Regions from separate parts of the Mus musculus genome. Here regions 1, 2 and 4 are each linked to region 3. A link is a contact called in public HiChIP or PLAC-seq and promoter capture Hi-C data. All regions are on one chromosome and are shown on one strand. The core of a region is the stretch at or near the end of the contact, and the rest is flanking DNA. Distances in the headings are between cores, read along the strand shown.

The links. Promoter capture Hi-C pulls out the DNA fragments that hold promoters and counts their contacts. HiChIP or PLAC-seq counts read pairs in DNA pulled down with a chosen protein or histone mark.
Region 1: an H3K27ac HiChIP or PLAC-seq map of embryonic stem cells shows a contact between it and region 3, with 3 times the contacts expected there. The contact joins the enhancer-like site here to the promoter of Hkdc1 in region 3. A contact is called at or near these places in 6 of 39 promoter capture datasets (the C10 cell line, cranial neural crest, hippocampal neurons and 2 more), 1 of 115 datasets of contacts at active chromatin or transcription factors (embryonic stem cells) and 1 of 9 other capture datasets (embryonic stem cells).
Region 2: a contact with region 3 is called in a promoter capture Hi-C map of liver, with 2.6 times the contacts expected there. The contact joins the enhancer-like site here to the promoter of Hkdc1 in region 3. A contact is called at or near these places in 5 of 39 promoter capture datasets (embryonic stem cells, liver and neural stem cells), 1 of 115 datasets of contacts at active chromatin or transcription factors (cardiomyocytes) and 1 of 9 other capture datasets (embryonic stem cells).
Region 4: a contact with region 3 is called in a promoter capture Hi-C map of cranial neural crest. The contact joins the promoter of Rufy2 here to the promoter of Hkdc1 in region 3.

The regions. Positions count from the first base shown.
Region 1 is chr10:61,824,914-61,830,667 of GRCm38.p6, reverse strand. It overlaps Gm51765 (a long non-coding RNA gene), which reads right to left. Exons shown (of 3, transcript XR_003948879.1): 2 at 3,849-3,932. Among named protein-coding and RNA genes, the nearest start is that of Gm40674, 17 kb to the left of the region's middle. Within about 2 kb of position 1,552, at least 8 of the 459 cell types and tissues checked have an H3K27ac peak or open chromatin away from gene starts, as enhancers often do. A contact at or near this core is called in embryonic stem cells, where this site is marked.
Region 2 is chr10:61,747,434-61,753,108 of GRCm38.p6, reverse strand. Macroh2a2 (macroH2A.2 histone) reads left to right here. Exons shown (of 9, transcript NM_207000.2): 4 at 1,235-1,432; 5 at 3,723-3,833; 6 at 5,338-5,437. Among named protein-coding and RNA genes, the nearest start is that of Mir5108, 24 kb to the left of the region's middle. Within about 2 kb of position 2,903, at least 33 of the 459 cell types and tissues checked have an H3K27ac peak or open chromatin away from gene starts, as enhancers often do. A contact at or near this core is called in embryonic stem cells and liver, where this site is marked.
Region 3 is chr10:62,420,081-62,425,583 of GRCm38.p6, reverse strand. It overlaps Hkdc1 (hexokinase domain containing 1), which reads left to right and starts at 3,127. Exons shown (of 18, transcript NM_145419.1): 1 at 3,127-3,286. The coding sequence starts at 3,224. It overlaps Gm30322 (a long non-coding RNA gene), which reads right to left and starts at 3,078. Exons shown (of 3, transcript XR_380484.3): 1 at 3,013-3,078.
Region 4 is chr10:62,978,179-62,983,397 of GRCm38.p6, reverse strand. Rufy2 (RUN and FYVE domain-containing 2) reads right to left here and starts at 3,146. Exons shown (of 18, transcript NM_027425.4): 1 at 3,066-3,146; 2 at 554-727. The coding sequence starts at 3,069.

The sequences.
Region 1 (5,754 bases), core at 303-2,802, 590 kb after region 3:
CAAGGAAGGGTCATTAAATTTCCTGGTGAAACTGGACTCAAAAGGGGTTTTCCTCACGCGTGCAAAGAAGCACGAGGGAGGAGTCACTTGGATGCTAAGTAACCCGCTCCCCAGCCCGGGAAGTTGCTTTCTAAAATCAAATTCCAAAAACGTCCATAGGGTTCCTTTTCTTGAAAGAGAAAAGCAAACAACTTACAAAAATAATACCTCTTGCTTTAAAATTCTAGTTACCCAGTTAAATAAGGTTTTTCTCTTTCCCTGGCTACCCCAAAGCCACCCTCACCCACCCCCACCCCCAGGCTGTTTCGTGGTGAGAACGGGAATGCTGGTTCCTGCGCCCCAGCATCCTTCCTCCTTTCAGCTGCCCATCTGTGTCCTCCTTATACATCTGGGGACATTCTCCGTATGGGCACCCTCATGTCTTAAGCCTGAAAAAAAACCATCCCAGAGTGTCTGTAGGTCAGGTTCCACCCCCCATGTCTTGCACTGCATTTCGATGAATAAGGGTTGGTTATATTTTCTAAACACCAGAAATTAATTTTCAGAATGGTGCCAAGCTGTCCAAGACGCTGTAGGTTGGACCCTGATGAAGTTATTTGTGATTTTTGTTTTTCTTGTGGACCCGCCCACGCTGCAGGTCTCTTGTGTCAATGAAAAGGCCATTTGCTTGAATCCAGTTTCCTGGCACCTTCTGTGTGTCTGTCTGTGATGTCTGTGTGGACACTCAAGCAAAATAATCTTTTCATTTGTGCTTTGAATGGTTTCTCCTCTGATCTTCCGTTTTCATCCGCTAAACCTTACCTTGGAGGCCACTTGCACCTCTTCATCGATGGCATCCCAGAGCCTGCACAGCTGGTGCCTGCAGAACTGTGTGGAAACCCCACCCCACCCCAAAGTGCTTTACCACAAAAAGAGTTCACTTGCCAACACCCAGAACCCCTCCTGGCTGACAGGTACCTGGACACCACAGTTGGCTTTGACATCCATGCAGAGAGCTCTGTGGCTTGCTTCTTGTTTGGAGGAAATGGATAGTCAGAGAGCTGGGAGGGTTTGTACCTTCCTGTGCTGTTCTGGGTCTTCACCAACTGGTTTCAAAAACCCTCAGCAGTCCTGTCCCGGATATGACACTCTCCAAAGAAAATGGCCCCCCAGGCCCGCAGTTCAGATGGTCCCTTCACCCTTGCTCTCTCTACCTCTGCCCCTGCTCCCATCAGCCCCTGGTGGTTTCTTGTCTCATCCTAGCACTCTCCACCACCATCCCCCCACCGCCTTTTCATTTTCCAATTCTCTCCCCCACCCTCCACCCCCACCCCTCCCAGATCACTTGGCCCTATCTCCTGCCTCCATCCCCATCACTTTGGGCCTCTACCCCCATTCTCCTCCCCAACCACCCACCCACCCCCGCAGCTCTGCAAGGTTCCACTTCAGAGGAAGAAGATACACTGAAAGTTGTCTTGACCTTGACCCCCCCCCCCCAGCTCTATTGTTCTCTGTTCCCACCAGAGAGAAACCTAATACTTGTGTTTGCTTTCCCTTGGGTCTCCATTCTAAGTCTGATCTATTGTGATTAGGGAAGAGGCGCTCCACCTTGTCATTGTTTTGGCCTCGTGATTAAAAGCAGAGCCAGGAATCTTCCTGTTGGTTTTTAATTTAGTTGTCCCCGAAACAGACTCCAGGTCTGTGACACTATCTCCATAAAGAAGAGTGGCCAACTTCAGAGCTTAAATGAAAAAGGAGCACCGGATGTAAGATTCAGGAACTTTTCTTTGATTTCCTTCATATTTGTCCTTGTATCTGCAAGTTTTGCTCTTCATAACCTCGCAATCACGCGGGCCTTCAGATTTAAAGCCTAACTCCGCTCAGGCCAGCGCTGATGGTCACCCGCTTGCCCACCAAAGCATGATGGAGGACTGTGAACAAAGGCCGATTGAGTATCCCCCATGCTGGAAAAGCCTCACAGAATGCTTCCAGATGTGTCTTTGTTTTTCTTTGGGAATGCACCTAGTTTCCCTCCGGTGTATGGGCTGCTGGGATCTGGGACTGCATCTCTAATAGAGAAGACCAAAGGAATAATGATTCTTTTACTTTAAAACCAGCTCTTTGGTTTACGACTTGGCCAAAAACAAGCAAGCAAGCCCTTTGGCCGTCGAGTCCCCCTACGTTCCCGGTGTTTCTCATGAACTACTGGGATTCTGCAGTCCCTGGCTTCACCGCGGTTAGTGCTCAACGTCAACGCATGCGCTCTACAGTGAAAATGGTCTATCAGCGATTTGATGAAGTTGTTGACATACTCATTTGTGCTTTCTGGGCCAAGCAGACGTGTTGGCATCGGTCCCTGTGGGTCTATCCATGGGTGACATCTCTGGGAATATGGCTGGATTCAGACCGGGTTATGAAGCAGGTGTCACCTGAGCCCTTGCCCAGGAGCAATACTGACTACAAAAGCTGCTGGCTGGTAACTTAGAGCCCGCTGGCTTTTGTTAGCATCCAATGGCCCCGGGCTCAAACACACCCTTGTGATACTGAAACTGTGGGCCCTCCCAGGCTGAGGTCCTGTGTCTCTCACCGTGGCTTTTCTCCACCAACTCGGGTCTACAAGCCCGCGTGACTGGACTAGAGCTCACCAGGCACAAAGTCGCCTCTAGCTACCACTGGAAAAAGACATTTCGTAATTCCATGTGTCTAAGAGCTTGAGTTCTAAGAAAGACGAGGTGCCCCACCGCCTAATTCAGGGAGATAGCGGAAATGCCATCCCACCAGGCAAACAGCTTCTAGAGAAAACTGATGGTTTCCAATAACCCCCCTGTAAACTGCGCACCCACCACCCAGCGCCATGGGCGCGTCCTTCCAGCTGCTATTGAAGCATCCGGTCACTCCGCAGCTTCTCTCTGGACCTTCCCGTTGAAACGTTTGTTTCCCTATTTGGTGCATTTGGTACAGTATTTAAACCGGCTTCGTTGGTGTACCTAACTATGAATTGACTTTCTGTTGTTTCTCCAGGACTTGGTGAGCTGGGATTTTGACTGCCCGTACCCAGTGTACGTCTGTCGCTCTGCTTACTGCCAGCTTCCCACCTGCCAGCACCTTTCCTCCTGTCCTGATGTCTTCAGTTCTGTTTCTTTCCTTTATTTTGTTTTATTCTGATCCTCTTCGGTGTGGTTTTATTATATTCTTCATTTTGATTTCTCTGCCCCCGCCTGTGCACTCTTTTCACTTTTCTTGTAATCCCCTGGGATACACAGAAAGTCTGTTCATTTTTGTGCTGACACGGGGAAAGCGCTTTGCTAATAGATGCGGACTTCTGGGCCTGGCCCTTTTCAAGGCTTCAGACGCTCCTCCCCGCTACCAGGCGCTGTTTCAAAAACCTGGGCTCTCTGCTGGGTTTTCCCTTTCCGTTTCTGACTTGATTTCCGGTTATCAGTGGTTCAGTTGGCCAGAACTGAATGTTCTGGGTCAGAGACAGGCATTTCCCTTTCTTCTGTTCAGTAAGTTTCAGGTTAAATGGCCAGAGAGGGAAAACACCCCCAGGTGGCCAGGGTCAGCACTCCACAAGTGCAGGGGACACTGTGTCCCCAGCTAATACAAATCCTTGCCTGTTTAAAATACCCCCGCTCCTTCTCTTCTTCACGGATTAAAACCCTATGGCCTGCCACACAGCAGAGCCTGCTGGGTGGTCTCTCCCCAGCCCCCAGCCGTAGAAGTGCCGCAGGAGTCTAAGGCCTTCCCAGAGAACAGAGGCTTGTGTCTTCGACCCCGACCCTGTTCCAACCCTCAGTTTTACAAAGTACAGGAATCAAAGTTCAGTGCGACTGGAATGTTCCAAATGGAAAGAAAAAAAACCAACTCACCATGAAAATTAACTTGGTCTTTGAAATATGACCTTGGCATGCTGCCCAGAGACGTGTACCACTCTTTTAAGTTAGAGAGGTCTTCTGAAAGAAAAGAAGGAAGAAAAACAATTAACCATATTTGGGTTGAGTAGCTCTTGCCTAGCCCACCCAAGTCCCTGGGTTCAACCCCCAACACTGTCAAGAGAGAGAGAGAGAGAGAGAGAACACTGAAACCCCCTGCCCCCGCAGGTGAAGTCGTGGGGGAGGGGGGGGTGACTCCAACCACACCGATGTCATCAGTGTCCCAAATGTCAAAGGTGAAATCCTCCAGAGCAGTGGTTCTCAACCTATGGGTCTCAACCATTCTGAGAGTTGCAGGTCAGATCCGCATATCTGATATCCACACAGACGATTCCTAACAGTAGCAAAACTGCAGTTACGAAGTAGCAACAAAATAATGTTACGGTTGGGGGTGGAAGGAGTCACTACCACATGAGGAACTCTAATAAAGGGTCACAACCTCAGGAAGGTTGAGAACCATTGCTCCAGAAAGATGTGGGAAGATCAGGGACTAAGTATACTAGCCAAAGGCGTTTGGGAGAGGCCTAGAAATACCAAGAGGAAACGTTATCACCACCTCAATCAGCAACAGGGGCAAGTGGGAGCCTCCCGGAATCAGACTAGACTCCAGAGGAGGCAGTAAAGGCAAGGCTCTGCGCTGCAACTGGACTCCTGCGCTTCTCTGACATCCTGGAGTTTCACGCTGCCATTTCCTAGTCTCTCTGGTGTAAATATTTTCCATTGTAAAAAAAAAATGTAAATACTGATTGTATATTTTGTTCCTGTCTTTTCTAAAGTGGAAGTTGATCTGGATAATAAATCACAAATCTTCTACATCTTGTTCCTTTTTCTTCCCCCACCCCCCCTTCTTCTTCTTAGAAATCATATACTTTAATATCTTTCAGGAGGCGAAGGCTGATTAAAGAGGGCCTTCATTCCTGACTAATGGAAGGAAGATGGCGCCAGCCAAGGAGAAGGGGATTAGGCAGTAGGAGCCCAGAGGAGCTTGGAGTCTCTCATTAACAGGTGTGGGACCCTGACCGAGCCTCTTAACCTCTTGGGGCTTCATCTAAAAGTGAAAACAGCTGCTGGCTTTTAAAACAACCGAGTGGCAGATGCAAAATACTTCGGAAGGGAAAAGTTACATTCAAAAGCACCAAACTGCAAAGTCTCAACTGTCATCATCTCTATTTCTTGGGAGGCAGACACTTCAGGGATGGGAAATCTCCACCTAGCTCCTGTTATTTTTCACATGAACTCACTTTTGGAACAAAACCAGTGGATTTCTGCTACTACTTTTAAAGAGCTGTGGTCAACAGTCAAAATTATTTTGTAGGCTTTAAAAGCACTTGGAGAAGAAATAAGGGCTTTCTCGGTGTGTGTGTGTGTGTGTGTGTGTGTGTGTGTGTGTGTGTGTGTGTGATTTTGTCTGTGTGTTGCCTGTTAGCCAACATGAAGTTGTGTACCACATGAAGTCAGATCCCCTAAGACTGGAATTACAGCAGGCTGTGAGCTACCATATCAAAGATGGAGCCTGAACCTAGGTCCTCTGAAGAGCATCCAGGGCTCCTGACTGCTGAGCTGTCAATCCAGAAGTCCCAACAAATATGTTTTAATGATTTGAATATGTTCTTGGTTTAACCAAAAACTTATCAGTACCTCGAAGAACAGTTTGAAACAGCAGAAATAAAGCCAAATGATCCAAAGACCAAATGGCTTGGGATTGACAATCTAGCCAGCATGAGTGGGATTCTCATAAAATAGCCCAGGCAAATGGAACCAAGACTGTCCAGACCAAAGCCATACAATTCCAAAGTAAGCCGAGGCAGTTCCCACATCAACTTGACCATGGATGTCTGCCACT
Region 2 (5,675 bases), core at 1,654-4,153, 670 kb after region 3:
TATAATTATTCCTGGCAGTTTCTTAACTCAAACCCTGTGGGTGATGTATTGAGGTATGACTAGGAGACTCCTTATCTATGCATTAGAACTGATGGGCTCCACAGTCAAGCGAATGTCTTCCTAGGCACAGTAGGCTGCTGCGGGGGTAAATGGTATGGGAATTTCTACCTATATTCATGTTCCGAACTCATTCTTCTCAAACTAAAGAATCTTCAAAGTGGCCAGGCGATCATAGAGTGATCGCTACCCCACCCCCACCCGCCTCCGCCAAAAAAATATGATAAAAATGGATTGCTACAAAGTCATGCAAAAGAATGCTGTAATAACTGTCTATTTGCTGTAGATGTTTTTAGACTCCCAAGGTGTCTGTGCTGCTCTGGTAACGGATGGACGGCTAGGGGGTGGAGGATAAAGTGTGGGTTCAGACCACCCTCTGATTTAGAATATGCAGAATATATGATTGTCCTCTGATTGTTCAAAATGCATCCATTGGGAGGTTCATGGCCAAGTGTAGATTCCTAATGGGACACAGGTTTGAGAGTGTGCGAGCGAGCCACTGGATCTCATTCTTTTTTTTTTTTTTTTTTTTAAGATTTATTTACCTATTCTATATATATGAGTACACTGTAGCTGTACCGATGGTTGTGAGCAATCATGTGGTTGCTGGGAATTTGAATTCAGGACCTCTGCTCATTCCATTCGGCCCCACTCGCCTCAGTCTAAAGATTTATTTATTATATATCTGAGTACACTGTAGCTGCCTTCAGACACACCAGAAGAGGGTGTCAGATCTCATGACAGATGGTTGTGATCCACCATGTGGTTGCTGGGATTTGAACTCAGGACCTTTGGAAGAGCAGTCAGTGCTCTTAACCACTGAGCCTGATCTCATTCTTGAGTTAACCTTTGAACCCAGGTTTAACCAGCTGTGCTTCCCATACGTGAAGCTCTCTGTTCTCCACTGTCATCTGAAAACTCCAGGGCCCCGGGCATCGTGCCAGTTTTGACTTCTCTGACCCTTTGATTCCTCTGTGTTTTGCTTTCTCTGCAAGACCACAAACAACCTCATGCCTGTTGAGAAACGCTTTGCAAGCGTAGGATGAGTGAGCCGGTAGCTCTGTGATAATCACTTTTTGTTAGCTGAGCAGAAGCCAGACTTAAGCCTTGTTTGGCCAGTGCTGAGACCGGAGATAGCCTGCGCAGGCCTGACCAGCTTTTTACATTCCTCTCTCAGCTACTGAAAGGAGTGACTATCGCCAGTGGGGGTGTCCTGCCGAGAATCCACCCCGAACTGCTGGCCAAGAAGCGAGGGACCAAAGGCAAGTCAGAGACGATCCTCTCCCCACCCCCAGAGAAAAGAGGAAGGAAGGCCGCATCAGGCAAGAAGGGGGGTAAGAAATCCAAGGCCACCAAGCCACGGACGTCCAAGAAGGTGAGCGGTGGAGCCTTTTGAGAGCCAGCTATTCCCATAGTAGGCACCCTGCTTCTTTCTGGAAACGTAACCCCCAAGGGATGTGATTAGGTGGGATCTTTGAGCAGTGGCGATATCGTGGGGACACTTCCTTCACATGCAAGGCTAGTGTCCGCCTTGGTTTCCCTATCCCCAACGCTGTAATAAAATACTTGAGGGAGAAGGAGTGTAGTTCAAGGATATAAACCATCATGGAGCAGGAAGTCAAAGTGGCAGGAGTTTGGAGCTAGGCATGGTGGCACACATCTTTAATTCAACCCCAGCACTCGGGAAGCAGAGGCAGGTGGATATCTGAGTTCAAGGCCAGCCTGGTCTACAGAGTGGGTTCCAAGACCCAGGGCTACACAGAGAAACCTTGTCTCGAAAACAAAAATTTTAACTAGAGGTATAGCTTAATGGTGGAACATCACCCAGCATGCAGGGGACTGGGGAGAGAGGTGCTAGGCCTTCTCCCAAGCGTTTCGAAAACAACGACGACAACAGTAATAATAATTCCATTGAAAGCTTGGCTCCTCAGATCCAGTAAGCAACCTTTCACATGCGCAGCAGCCCTGAGCAGCAGAGACACCAAACACTTCCATCACTGGCGGTTCAGAGAAACAACAGAGTGCTTAGATTGTCGCTCTGCCGATCTCCACCATAACAAAATAGCATACAAGAGTTCGTGCCACTGCCACTGGGCCCCAGGACAATCCTGGTGAGGAGGGAGGCCCAGCGTGAATGTAGCTTCTTGACCTAGCCGCTTGGCTTCGAATTCAGTGCTTCTCAAACATCCTAGTGCTGTGACCCTTTAATACAGACTCTCACCTTGTAGTGACCCCTTAACCATAAAATTATTTTCGTTGCTACTTCATAGCTGCGACTTTGCTACTGTTATGAATCACAGTGTAAATATCTGATGTGCAGGATAGCTGACTTGCAACTCTTATGTGAAGGGGTCATTTGACCCCAAAGAGGTCAAGACCCACAGGTTGAGAACCATTGGCTTAGGTGCTTATAAATCTTAGACACAAAAGACTACAGGGGCCTGTGGGCTCCCATAATCATTGTTATGATACCAGGTGTGGTTTGGTTTGGTTTGGTTTGGTTTGGTTTGGTTTGGTTTGGTTTGGTTTGGTTTCATTGTTTGAGACAGTAGCTCTTGTAGCCCAGGTTGGCCTCACTTGTCTATGTAGCCAAGGATGACCTTGGACTTCTGACCCTGCAGTGTCCACCTCCTGAGTTCCTGGATTAGTTGTATGCTATTGGGCCTCATTTATTGGTCAAACCCAGGGCTTCCTACGTGTGACTCTCTACCCACTGAGCTGTATCACCGTCCATATTGTGTTAGCCGTTTCTTTCCTGTTTACTGTTTCCCCGGCCTGGGGTATGGCTCAGAAGCACACGATTGGCTGACACCCTGAGTTCAACCCATAGACACCCTCCGATAGGGGGAGGGGTAGGCAAGGCACAATGATGGGTGTGTATGAATGTCAAACACACACACCCGGGGAAGTAGCCAGTGAGGCGGATCTCTGCGTGCTGCCTGGCCTCAGCCTGCATCAAGTGAGATAGATGTATCCCCATCTAGACAGCTGGGGACCACAAGGTCTCCAGGGAGCAGAGAGTGACAGGTTCCTTATTCATTTCTGATATTTAAAAAAAAAAAAAAAAAAAGCCGTGTGGTGGTAGCACACACCTTTAATCTCAGCACTTGGGAGGCAGAGACAGGCGGATTTCTGAGTTCGAGGCCAGCCTGGTCTACAAAGTGAGTTCCAGGACAGCCAGGACTATATGGGAGAAACCCTGTATTGAAAAAAAAAAAAAAACAAAAACAAAAACAAAAAAAAAAACCCTGAGACATGAAGAGGTGGCATGTATGTCCCCTCCAGGGCTATGAACTTTCTCCCAAACTTATCTAGAGAATCAGGAAGTTCCCGCTCCCTGGAACTGAAGGTTTCCAAACTGAAAACGTTTTCTTCCTGCACCATCAAAAAGATGGGAGAAGAAAGAAAGGGAGAGAGGGAGAGGAGGAGGGAGAGGAGAGGGAGAAGAGTAGAGTGGAAGGGAGCAGAGAGGGACCGGGAATGCAACTCAGTAGCAGAATACACTTGACAGCCACATTCACTGAGAACAGATCGTCCAGCGTCTGTCGCCTGACCACTTCCCTTTATACTCACGCTGTTAGTGGCCATGGAAAGACTGTCCCCCAATCCCAGGGTGGGAACCTCTCTGGACTGGTCCTCATCTTTCCCTCTGGTTTCACCCACAGTCTAAAGCAAAGGACAGCGATAAAGAAGGAACATCAAATTCCACCTCGGAGGATGGGCCGGGAGATGGCTTCACCATCTTGTCTTCGAAGAGCCTCGTTCTGGGGCAGAAGGTAATAACACAGACTGGGCTGCAGTAAGTGCCTCTGTATATGCCACTGCTCACAAAGCTGAGATGCCTCCTCCGTCCAGGTGTCATAAATATTTCTAGAGCAGGCTATTGGGTGCTGGTCAACGTTAGGTCAGCCTAAAGTCTGCCTAGAGGATCGGGACAATAGGACGGCATCCTGGTTCTGCTGGGGAATCCCCAAGCCCCAGCTATGTCTTCACCCACCAAGAAAAATCTATTGCTAACTGCCAGCCAGGCTTGAAGAGGCCTAGCTTCCATGATGAAATGTCATTTAACAGAGGCAGAGAATAGCAATATATGTTTCTTGAATATGACGGGTGCTAGGAATGAATTATTTGTCAATTATTCAGTCTGCCTTCCTTCCTTAGCTGCAGGGAGGGGAAAAAGATAAAAACCTAACAGGGTATATTCCAGCAATTTCTCAGCATCCTGCCAGACATGCAAATAATTCATTTCTATGAGCGTCAAATTCACCGAGCAGACAGATTGTCTACGGAGCCAACCCGGGGCTGAAATAAGACGCACAGGGAAGAAGTAGCCAGTGAGGCGGATCTCTGCGTGCTGCCTGGTCTCAGCCTGCATCAAGTGAGATAGATGTAGCCCCATCCAGACAGCTGGGGACCACAAGGTCTCCAGGGAGCAGAGAGTGGCAGGTTCCTTATTCGTTTCTGATATTAAAAAAATAATAATAACCGAGACACAAAGAGGTGGCATGTATGTCTCCTCCAGGACCAAGGACTTGCTCCCAAACTTACCTAGAGAATCAGAAGGTTCCTGCTCCCTGGAGAAGACACTGGGAAATGTTCTTCCTTCTACTCTGCCAAAACCACATAAGACAGCTCCAAGAATGTGGTGCTCCAGCTGAGGGTGCAGCTCAAGGATAGAATGTTTCCCTGGCACCCACAAAGCTTTGAATGGACCCCTAGCACAGAAGAGGGGTTGGGGGGTGGCAGTTGTCACAGGTAAGGGCAGGGTGGGAACCCAGAGCCCACTCCTTGTCCCCAGCAAGACCACAGACATCCTCCCAAGAGTTCTGTACTCCTGAAGGAGTTAGGAGAGAGCAAGCCTGGGCTACTTTCCACACAGCTACTGAGATGTGCCAGAGGTGACCCGGGTGACCGGGGTGAGGAACAAAAGACACACAAATGACAAGAGAGAAAGAAGATGGGAGAGTCCATGTCTGTTCCGGGCAATGATGGCAGGCTGCTGGTCTCCAAAGCATGGTGGCTTGGGGCTGTGATACCAGCATTGGGAGGTAGAGGCAGAGGAGCTGACGACAAGCACTGGCTTCCCCAGTGAATTCAAGGCCAGCCTAAGCTCCCTGAGGCCCTTTCTCAAAACAAAAGAAACCACTGGTATTTTGAGCCCCTGTGCTGACCCTCAACCTGGATGGTTGAGAAAAGCGATGCTGACCGTTACACTGAAACGCTTTTCAATGAGGAAGTTCATCTTCTTCCTATCGTCACCATCTTTTCTTCCTAACGCAGCTATCCCTGACCCAGAGTGACATCAGCCATATTGGCTCCATGAGGGTGGAGGGCATCGTCCACCCAACCACAGCCGAGATCGACCTCAAGGAAGAGATAGGTAAGGCCTGGGGGGTTGGAGAAGTGGCAGGGTCCAGTCCAGTGTCCACACAGCTCTCTCGGACTCAGTTGTCCCTCCGCCTGAGGCCCCAGGTGCAAGTGATTGGACCTCAAACAGCTCAGCTGTCATTCGGCACCTGGCCCCCTTGGTAGCTCATCCTGCCAACTGCTCAGCTGCCGCCGCCGCTGCTGCTGCTACTGCCACGCAGCTGCCACTATTGCTGCCAGTCTGCCTTCGC
Region 3 (5,503 bases), core at 1,878-4,377:
CCTCGTAAGCGCCACATGCGTTCTAAGTAAATAGGAAGGTTTAGTGGGCTGTCTGGCCCTCCTGCCTGGCTCCCTGCCAGGCTCAGTACCTAAAGGAGAGCACATGCTGCTTTGGGCTTAGATGAGGCCTTAATGGATCAAAGCAGAACTCTGGAAGGGGTGTGTGTGTGTGTGTGTGTGTGTGTGTGTGTGTGTGTGTGTGTGTGTGTGTGTGTGTGTGTGTAGAGAGCTGCTCTTCCTGAGTTGGTTGAGGTCCTAGGTCAAGTGAGCGATCCGTATTACCTATTACAACAGTGGTAATACTCAGTGTGTCCTTAAGCAAAGTCCATGACTTCACACCCAGATATTCTGGGCTAGCTACTATAAAATGGTCTGTCCCGATACTCTGGATGCACATGACCTTTAATAGTCATTAAGCCTCAGGTTACTTAGCTAACTCACACCTGAAGGGGACATGCTCTCCTGTGCTTAGACAACACACAGTACTCCCTATAACACGAACAGCCTTTGCTGTCCTTTGCCTCAGTGAAATCTCATAGGCTGCCTGCCTGCCTGCCTCACTCCCAGGCTACTGGAGACTGTAGAAGTCTTTGATTTTGGTTGCTTTCCTTCTGCCCACTCCTTGTCATAATCTCATATCCCAGCCTGGAGTGGATGGCCTTGTTGGCACCCAGGCGTTTGGGAGGTAATTGAGGTAACAGTATGGTTCTTGGACAGGCAGGCTGCCCAGGATGTTGTCTGAGACCACCCCGAGTAGCAGCAGTTCTACATTTCTGGAACTGAAGGTTAACCTTTTGTTTGCTTGTGCGATAAGCAAAGGAGATAAAAGTCATAGCCTGGGAGTAAACAGATGGAAAGGGTCGAGGTTTCCCCATCAGGGAGGCTGTTATGTCAGTCTGGGTAAAGTATGTAATCATTTCATGAAGACTGGCCTAAGGCAGACTTCCGGTGCGTTGAAAAGAGGCAGCCGTGAAAGGCCCCAAGCAGGCAGCGGTCAGTCATTGCTGTCACTGGGAAGAGTGTGCAGAAGAGCAGGCAGAGTTGAGGATATAAGCTGACCAGAATGACACAGCTTATCCAGAGGCCACCTGGTCAGTGGAAGCCAAGAGACACTGGGTGCCCGTAGCCATCTAGTTGGCTGATTTGTTTTGTTTTGTTTTTTCGAAACAGGGTTTCTCTGTATATCCCTGGCTGTTCTGGAACTCACTTTATAGACCAAACTGGCCTCGAACTCAGAAATCTGCCTGCCTCTGCCTCCCAAGTGCTGGGATTAAAGGCATGTGCCACCATGCCCGGCTAGTCGACTGAATTTTACAGTGTGTTTTCTTAGTGTTTGGAAGAGTGGAGTCAGGACTTTGTTTTTCAGGAAACCCCTTTCCCTGTTGGGGAGGGTCTACTGAAATGCTGTCTGTGCTTAACTTTCCAGCTTTGCTGAAACTTCAACCTCGCAGAGTCTTAGTAGTTACCAGATGAGCACTGGGTGGAAGGTGCGTTGGAGAGTTGGCCTTGAGTACTGGTCATGAGCTGGGCTCTGGAATCACATTTCTGGGGTTGCTTCCTGGCTGAAGCATTCACAACCGTGATTTTGAGGAAGACACTAAGCACTTCAGGGCCAGCTTCCTGATCTATAAGATGGGATGAATAAAGTCCCCATCCATGGCAGCGGCTGCTAATGACTTCACACCCAGACATTCTGGGCTAGCTGCTACAAAATGGTCTGTCTAGATACTCTGGATGCACATGACCTTTAATAGTCATTAAGCCTCAGGTTACTTAGCTAACTCACACCTGAAGGGGACATGCTCTCCTGTGCTTAGACAACACACAGTACGCCTTATAACACGAACAGCCTTTGCTGTCCTTTGCCTCAGTGAAATCCCATAGGCTGCCTGCCTGCCTGCCTCACTCCCAGGCTACTGGACACTGTAGAAGTCTTTGATTTTGGTTGTTTTCCTTCTGCCCACTCCTTGTCATAATCTCATATCCCATCCTGGAGTGGATGGCCTTGCTGGCCATCACTGAATTCACTAACCAGCCAGTGGCTGGGAGGACTGCAAAAGGTTGTGTTCCCATGTGGCAGATCCTTCTCATACCACGCATGGTGAGAGCAGAGGGCAAGAAACCAGGTGTCTCAATGGTAGTACATCCTTCCTGCGCAGCACTCCAGCAGGGCCTGGTGGCTTCCATTCTTAATGCCCCCACCTCCCAACACACACACACACACACACACACACACACACACAGAGAGAGAGAGAGAGAGAGAGCAGCCCCAAGCTACTAAAGGCTGTCTGGCTTACCACTGTGGAGTATTGATTACTTCTCATTAGCTTATCTGCCACAGTAGAGGAATTGTCTCAGCATTTTTTTTTTTTTTTGAATCTGCAGGACCAGGACACTGCTTAGCCTTAGTTAAGATGGTGCCTCAGAAGCCAGGCAGCAGTGGCACACAGCTTTAATCCCAGTACTCGGGAGGCAGAGGCAGGTGGATCTCTGAGTTCGAGGCCAGCCTGGTCCACAGCCAGAGCAGCCAGTTTTACACAGTACTCCTTATAACACGAACTCCCTCTCAACAGCAAAAGGAATTAAGGCACTGGGGCAGGGGTGGGGAGGGCAGCTCTAGAGTGCTTACCTAGCTTCTATGACGTCCTGGGTTCAAGCCCCAGCAGGAAAGGAAAAAGTATTTAAGAGACTTTATTGGAAAAGATACAGGGAGCCAATACCAGTGAAACCCATCTGGAAACAAAAAACAAAACCAAAGACGCTGCCTAGGATACCAGGAGTCTACAGTCCTGTTGCCTCGCTGAGAAGAGGAATTCTGGAACTGGGATTTAGTTCATAAATTGGCTCTGTTTTGCTCCCCCCACCCCACCCCCAACTTCTCACAAGCTTTTCCTTAGCTGAGTGGTCTTAGAGCACAGGCCTTAGTGTGTCACTTAGCAACAAGATTTTCTCGATGCTCAGTTCTCAAATAGTCAAGTGAGCCATCAATCCCCAGCCTTCCCCTCTGCTTACCTTCAGCTCCCACCAGAGCCTCCTGTTAGACAATCGAGTGTGTGGCGGAGGGAGGGACCAAAGACGGGCGAAGTTTAATCATTGAACCGAGCAGCTGGAAGTATTTAGCCCAAGCACCCACCTCCCCGCCCAAACTAGAGGCGTGCAGCACTCCGCAGACAGAGAGTGTACTGAAGACTCGGCGCTCTCGGGAACAACCGCACTTGGGAACATGTTTGCAGTACACTTGGTGGCGTTTTACTTCACCAAGCTGAAGGAGGACCAGATCAAGAAGGTAAGGACTCTGAAGCTGAGGTGTCTGGCCCAGTCTACGCTGACAGACCCAACAGACTCCCTCTCAACAGCAAAAGGAATTAAGGCACTGGGGCAGGGGTGGGGAGGGCAGCTCTAGAGTGCTTACCTAGCTTCTATAACGTCCTGGGTTCAAGCCCCAGCAGGAAAGGAAAAAGTATTTAAGAGACTTTATTGGAAAAGATACAGGGAGCCAATACCAGTGAATGTCTCAGGGAGGAAGAGGTAGTAAGTGTCCCACATTGCTCATTGTCCCTCGTCCCGGCTTTCAGTCAGAGCCTCTTGGCAAATATGGGAAATTGGAAGTCTTCAAAAAGTTCTAGGAACTTTGTGCCCAATTCAGGGCCATTTAGGGGCAAGGCCACGACGAAGGTGAGTCGTTTATAAAGAAAGAGATCTTTTTGTTTGTTTGTTTGGTTGGTTTTTCGAGACAGGGTTTCTTTGTATAGCCCTGGCTGTCCTGGAACTCACTTTGTAGACCAGGGTGGCCTCGAACTCAGAAATCTGCCTGCTTCTGCCTCCCAAGTGCTAAGATTAAAGGCGTGTGCCACCACGCCCGGCTAGAAAGAGAACTTTTAAAAGTGCATCCGATTATTCATGTGTTTGAAATCAAATGGAAATAAAGGCACCAAGAGAAAACCTGGGGTTTATTTTATGATTTTGACACAGGGTCTTATATGGCCCACTCTGGTCTGAGACTACAATCTCAGTCTCCCAAGTGCCTGGAATTACAACCTACTCGGCATGGCTGGCATGTACATTTTAACACAGTTGTAATTTTCAGCATGTCCTATTGTCCTATTAATAGGTCAGAGTTTTTTGGCTACTTTGCCCCAGCTACAAAATCAAGATGGGCTCTAGTTGACTGATGAGACCAGGATTATCTCCTGGCAGCTAAAATGAGTGCAGCCTGTGTCCCTGGTCACACTCACTGGCTGCTGACAGCTGCAAGGAGGAGGATGTAGCATCTCCATTGACAACAGGAGTCCTCTGGGCAACCAGACTCTGCCAAGGTCACCCGGGCACTAACAGTACACTGAAACTGGCAGATGCCTCCTCTAGCCTTCTAAATGCTTTTCAAACTTTGAAAGAAGAAGTATGGCCCCCTTGTAGCCCCTTCTTTGCTAGTGGGTAAACGCCGCCTGTCTGCAGTCCATGAGAGCCAGGGCAAGCCGGAGAGTAGAAACCCATTTGCTTTGACAGCTTTTCATTCTGTCATTTGTTGGACTAGATTCCCAGAACCCCCTCTGCTGACTGCTTGAGGGGTGTAAAGTCCTTTGCAGCCCTGTTTCAGAACTCATTGCTGTTTCTCCCAGCTGGGCGGAGAGGCCAGCCCTAAGGATAATCTTTGAGACTGAAACCTTTAGTTTGCAGTCACTTCATCCCCCCGACTCCGTACAGTGGCTCACCTTTTGTTCTAGCCTGGGATAAGGCTGGAGCATGTTTGTCCACCAGCCCAGGAACAGGTTCAAACAAGGCATTCCAGAGCCTCTGTCAATACCTGGGTTGAGTTCCTCCCCTCACGGTGAAAAGCAAGAAAGTCATGAATCCCCCAAGCCTAATCAAGGGCCCAGCAGGTCTCTTGGGCTTGTGAGTAGACTGGTTTGTAGCCAGTCTGACTCACAGCTTGGAGGACATTCCTCCACAGGCCAAAAACAGCTCGTCTAAAGGCAAAGTGTGTTGTCTGTGTGGTAATTCAGTGGTTCCTGTCCGACGGTTTACACGCTTCCTGCCCCTGGAGTTGTCAAGGTCCTGGGATGCTTGCCTTCCAAGATTATTCATTAGACCCTTGCACTGTGTTTGGAAATCTCAGAATGACAGGAAGTCAAAAAGAAGGCCACTGTCTGACATTCGTTTCCAGTTCAATATATTGATGTATTTGACCTATTGATAAAGCTGGGTTGCACCTGGTCATTGACTCTCAGAGATGGTTCATTCATAAGAACAAGGCAGACGGGGCCTTCAGTGTGTGTGTGTGTGTGTGTGTGTGTGTGTGTGTGTGTGTGTGTGTTCACAGTTTAGTATGTCAACATTGCAAAGTTATGTGTGTGTTTGTGTGTGTGTGTGTGTTCACAGTGTCAACATTGCAAAGTTATGGGGATGTTTACTTGAACACACCTTTAATTTCCCTCAAGTCCCAAGCCCTCTTGTGTGCTCTGTAGGCAGCCTTGCACTCTGCTCCTGGTGTGCTTTTATGATT
Region 4 (5,219 bases), core at 1,897-4,396, 560 kb before region 3:
AAGCCATTCCATTGGCCCAACATTCAGATTTAAAATGCAAAATAGGGCTGTCTCAGTTGGCTCAGCGGTTAAGAGCACTGACTGCTCTTCCAGAGGTCCTGAGTTCAATTCCCAGCACCCACATGGTGGCTCACAGCCATCTGTAATGGGATTTGATGCCCTCTTCTGGTGTGTCTGAAGACAGAGACAGTGTACTCATAAGTAAATAAATCTTAAAAAAATAAATAAATAAAACAAAATAAAATGCAAAAATAATGACGGCAACTATGGCCTTAAAACTATTTCTCCGGGGCTGGTGAGATGGCTCAGTGGGTAAGGGCACCTGACTGCTCTTCTGAAGGTCCGAAGTTCAAATCCCAGCAACCACATGGTGGCTCACAACCACCCGTAATGAGATCTGATGCCCTCTTCTGGTGTATCTGAATTCAACTACAGTGTACTTACATATAATAAATAAATAAATCTTTAAAAAAAAAAAAACTATTTCTCCAAGGACATCAAGGGTGAGAAGCAAGGGAGCGGAAGGCCGACTGATTTGGGGGTCTCGTCATACCTTTCAGGCCGTGTTTCAGACAATGTTCCATGACCACGAAGAACTGCTGCAGAGGAGGGTAGTCAGAGTCCAGCGTGCGGCCGAAGCTCAGGGCAGACTCGATGAGCCCTTTGATACTCAGTTTAGCCATGTTTAACAGGTTGGCTCTCTCCACGGCTGTGGGGTCCTTTGTAGCTGAAAAAATGCAAGAAAGCCCAACATCATCCCCAGGACAAGACAACAGTGGCGAATCCACAGATCTGTCCTTCCCCGTGGAAGTCTGCTCTCCCGTGCTTGGCAGCCGGATAGCTCCTCAGGCCAGGTTGCCACAACACGGCCTCTTTCTTCTCTCTCACAAGCCACAGCAAAGCACCATCCACGCCCACTGTGGCCATGCTTATGAACTATCCTCAAGACTCCACACAGAGAATAATAAGCTTTATTTTCTGGCTGGTGAGATTGCTTAGAGAGGATGTGCGGGACGGACCACTTGAGCTCCATCCAGAACCCACAAGCCGGAGAGAATGTCTCTGACCGTCATTTATCAGGCACAGCACATTTGTGTCTACCTACTGCGTGCTCGAGCACACACACGCACGCACACAATCACTAGCCACGGCCCACTGTGCCTACCTACTACACACATCTTAAGGTAAAATGGCTTTCAGTAAAGATAAGCTTGCAAGTACAAGCCACATGTTTGAGGATTTTGCAAATGGTGGGTAGCAGGCATGGTCTAGGTCTAATGATTTCCAAGCAAGAATAAGAGGCTAAAGAAATGGCTCAGTCATTAAGAGCATTTGCTGTTCTTCCAAAAAGCCAAAATTTGGTTCCCAGCATCCACTAAGATGGTTCACACCTACTTGTAACTCTAGCACCAGGTGGCCAAATGCCCTCTTTTGACCTCTGAGGTCAACACACACACACACACATACACACCTTTATTTCAAAATCAGGCAGTGGTGGCTTGCATCTTTAATCCTAGCACTTGAGTTAGAGGCTAGTCTAGTCTACAGAGTGAGGACAGCCAGGCCCACATATTAAAACTGTCTCAAAAAAAAAAAAAATCAAAATACACTAGCAACAAAATAAAAGGTAAAGTTATCAGATTCCAGAATCTCCCAGAACAAACATCACAGGGAAAACAACAACAACAGAAAAAAAAAAAAAAAATCAAAATATTTTGACAAACCCAAGGTAGTCTTCTGTGCCTTTGACCTAAGCAACTAGGAGATTGGTTCCAGGCCGGCCAGGGTTACACAGTAAGACCCTGTCTCGAAAAAAACACAACTCCCAGGTCAAAAGAAAAGAAAAAAAAAAAAAAAAAGGAAAGAAAAAAATTCTAGTACGGGCTGGAAAGAGGTTAATTCCCCATACCTGTGGTAAGCGCTTAACTCCAACTCCAGGGAGACCCGACGCCTCTGGAGGCCCCTACACTCAGGTACACACTCATTAAAAATAAAAATAATTTTTTTTAAACCAGCTGTTCCCCCAACACTCTAAACACTGCCGAGTGGCACAAATATTTTTCTGCGAAGATAGCAAAAGAGATGTGAAAACCAAACCTAACATTTATTAATCTCCAGAGAACTCTGCCATGTAGCTGTTTCTGTAGTCCCAGCGTCTGTGATTCTTGGGTCCAGCCTGGTCTAAACAGAGTGTTCTGAGGCAGCCAATGCTATATAGAGAGACCTGTCTCAAAAACAACCTTCAAGTAAATGACAAACCCAGGTGGTCAGTGCGTTCACAATTTAGTGGCCCACTCAAAACAAAACAAAACAGCTGGGCGTGGTGCGACACACTTTAATTCCAGAATTTGGGAGGCAGAGGCAGGAGGGAATCTCTGAGTTCGAGTCCAGCCTGGTCTACATAGCTAGCTCCTGGACAGCCAGGACTATGCAGTGAGAACCCGTTTCGAATAACAAAACAAGAGTCCCCTTGCTCTGGCACTTGGCTATGGTTTGCATCCCAGCTCTCTTAGGCTGACTTCCTCCGCAATCTGAAACAGCCCGGCTGGGTGATGAAGGATATGGCCACATCTTTTCCTCCACTCTCCGTCGAGGTGTGATTCCCTCCGTCCACCCCCGCTCCCGAAGTGAAACCACCTGACGTTTAATAATCGGCAGAATTCTCTTTTTAAGAGTGTTCATCACAACCTGTAACCTGCACCGGAGGAGCCTAGGACAGCGGCTGTGCAGCAGCGACCGCAGGTGGGGCTCCTCGGCAGTCCCTAGAGGCGGCCCCGCTCCCTCTGCGCCCCCAGCCTGCAAGGGGGCCCCGCGGAGCGCGCTCCTGGCACTACACCGCTCCCCTCCCCAGCCTTCCGCCCTGCATCCGCGTGACTGGGAAGCCATCCCTGTCCCTGGACGCCCTGGTCCCCGCCCGTCCGCCGACCCCAGCCGCCAGGCCCCAGGGCGGGCGGGGCGCAGGGATGCGGGCGGGCGGACGTTGCCATGGAGACCCCGGGAGCCCCCGGTTCCCGGGTGACTGCGTGACCCAAGCGAAGGATGGTGACCCCGGCTGCTGCCCTTACCCATGGCGGCGGTGCGTGCGGGACACGGGCTCGCGGAGCGGGTCAGCAGCTCCCCGCAGGCGCGCGGCGGCCACCGCGTCTGGCCCGGCTCGGCGCTGCCACAGCGCCCCTGGCGGCGGGAGGACGCCACGGCCGCGTGAAGCTGGTCCCCGCCGATCACCCCCACCCCCACCCCAACCCCCATTTGACCAACCCTGACAGCGTCAGAGAAAGAGGCGTGACGGGGACCTGGGGCACAGCGCCAAGGGAGGATGTAGATGCGGGCCTCAAGCTACCTGTCAAGGTTTCATCCTTGCAGGCTGGATGGGTTTAAGGAACACACCGGCCGACTCGGAGCTAGCCGACAGATTTTAGAAAACCTCACACAATTAGCAGAGCCGGCGGCTTGTAATGCCAGCATTTGAGAGATGGGAGTTAGATGGATCCGTAGTTGAAGACCAGGCTCACTTACATAATGGATTTGAAGCTCGCCTAGTCTCAAAGGAAGACACTAAATCCAGCTGCTAACCCCAGCACTCAACAGGAGTGGACGCAGGAGGACTGCTAGGACCTTGAGGTTACTCTGAGCTACCTAACAAGTGCCAGGTCGTCTAAGGATAGCTACAAAACCCCTGTTGCATGTAACAAAATGTGATACTTTGTAAGTGGGTATGGTGGACCTAGAAAATACCAACTCTTAGGAGTTGGAGGAAAGACACAAGACCCCAGTTCCATGTAACAAAATGTGATACTTTGTAAGCGGGTATGGTGGACCTAGAAAATACCAACTCTTAGGAGTTGGAGGAAAGACCTAGAGTGTTTGTTGCTTAAAAAAAAAAAAAAAATCCTTTCCTTAGTGAGGTGTAAACAACGTCTACCAAATGCTTCCAAAATTCTGAGGACACACCAAAAATGATTAACACCGTTCCCGCTGAAGAAGCAGTGAGTTATGGGGGATACTGGGGAGGACTTCGAAATCCCTCTAGGAATGATGACTCCTTCCTGGCTGCAGATAGTCACCCCTCCACTAGCCCCTCCCTTCCTATATGTTAGTTCCTCCCTAAGGCCATTTGCAGTTAGGGTAGAATTGCATACAACAGCTTGCAAGAGAAAGACTGGTTGTTCCTGTGAAGGTCCCATGACCCTCCCTCCCTGCCCTCCTATGAGGGAATTCAAGTCAACTTGCCCAGCTGTGATCTTTTGCAAGCAGATGTAGGCCAGTTTGCTGAAAACAGTGGTAGTTTTGACTCAGTCCTGTACAACACAGTTCAAGATCATTCTCCCAGACATTCGAGATTTCAAGGCCAGCCTGGGTTATACAGGGCTGTCTTTTAAAAAATGCACAGGCACACACACACACATGAATGCTTCCTCCTGCCTTTCAACTTGCCATAGATAAAACTTGCAACAGGCACCTGGGTGTGCTGCCTGTCATATACCTATAACCCCGGGATCCACCCTTCAGGCAAAAGCAAGCAGATCTTGATTCCGGAGCTAATAAACCCATCTCAAAAACTTAAACCACCAAAAGTGGGTAGACAGATGCAAGTCACAATGTTAACTCAACACTCTGGTTTAGAATGTTAAGAGATAGTTGCCTGAATCCAGCTGTCTCGGGACCAACGTCCATTCTGCTGGCAGAGTCAAAACTGAGTTCATGGTCCCAGGCCCCAGACCCAACACTTATTCTGCTTCTTCAGGGGTTTCATGTTTGTCTGTTATCCAGTAAAGGGGGGGTTGCCTTATCTAAAACAAGGCATGCAAGCATTGCTGGGGGTGAACTACCTGACTGCATGCAGCTTGCCCACTCCTTTGTTCCCTTATCATTCTGAATTCCAGACCAGAGTCCAGGGGGAGACCTGACTGCAAATCTGAATCAAGGACCTTGAAACCAGGTGACCCTGATAAGGCCCAGTCACCAATGTTTTAAGTCCTTGCTCAACCCCCTTGTGTTAAAATATGCTGGACAATGCTATGGCCCGGCCCATGCTTTGGGGTTCCATCCTTAAAGATGCTGTACAATTTCTCTTCTGGATCATAGTGAACTCCGAAGTCTGTTCTGTGTCTGTGAGCAATCAGTAGTGGCCTGAGCACTATAAAAACTTGTCATCTGCTAAGATGAACGTTCAAAGGCACAGTCTCCCGAGTCTGTGCTATAGTCTCTGGCCGGCCAGA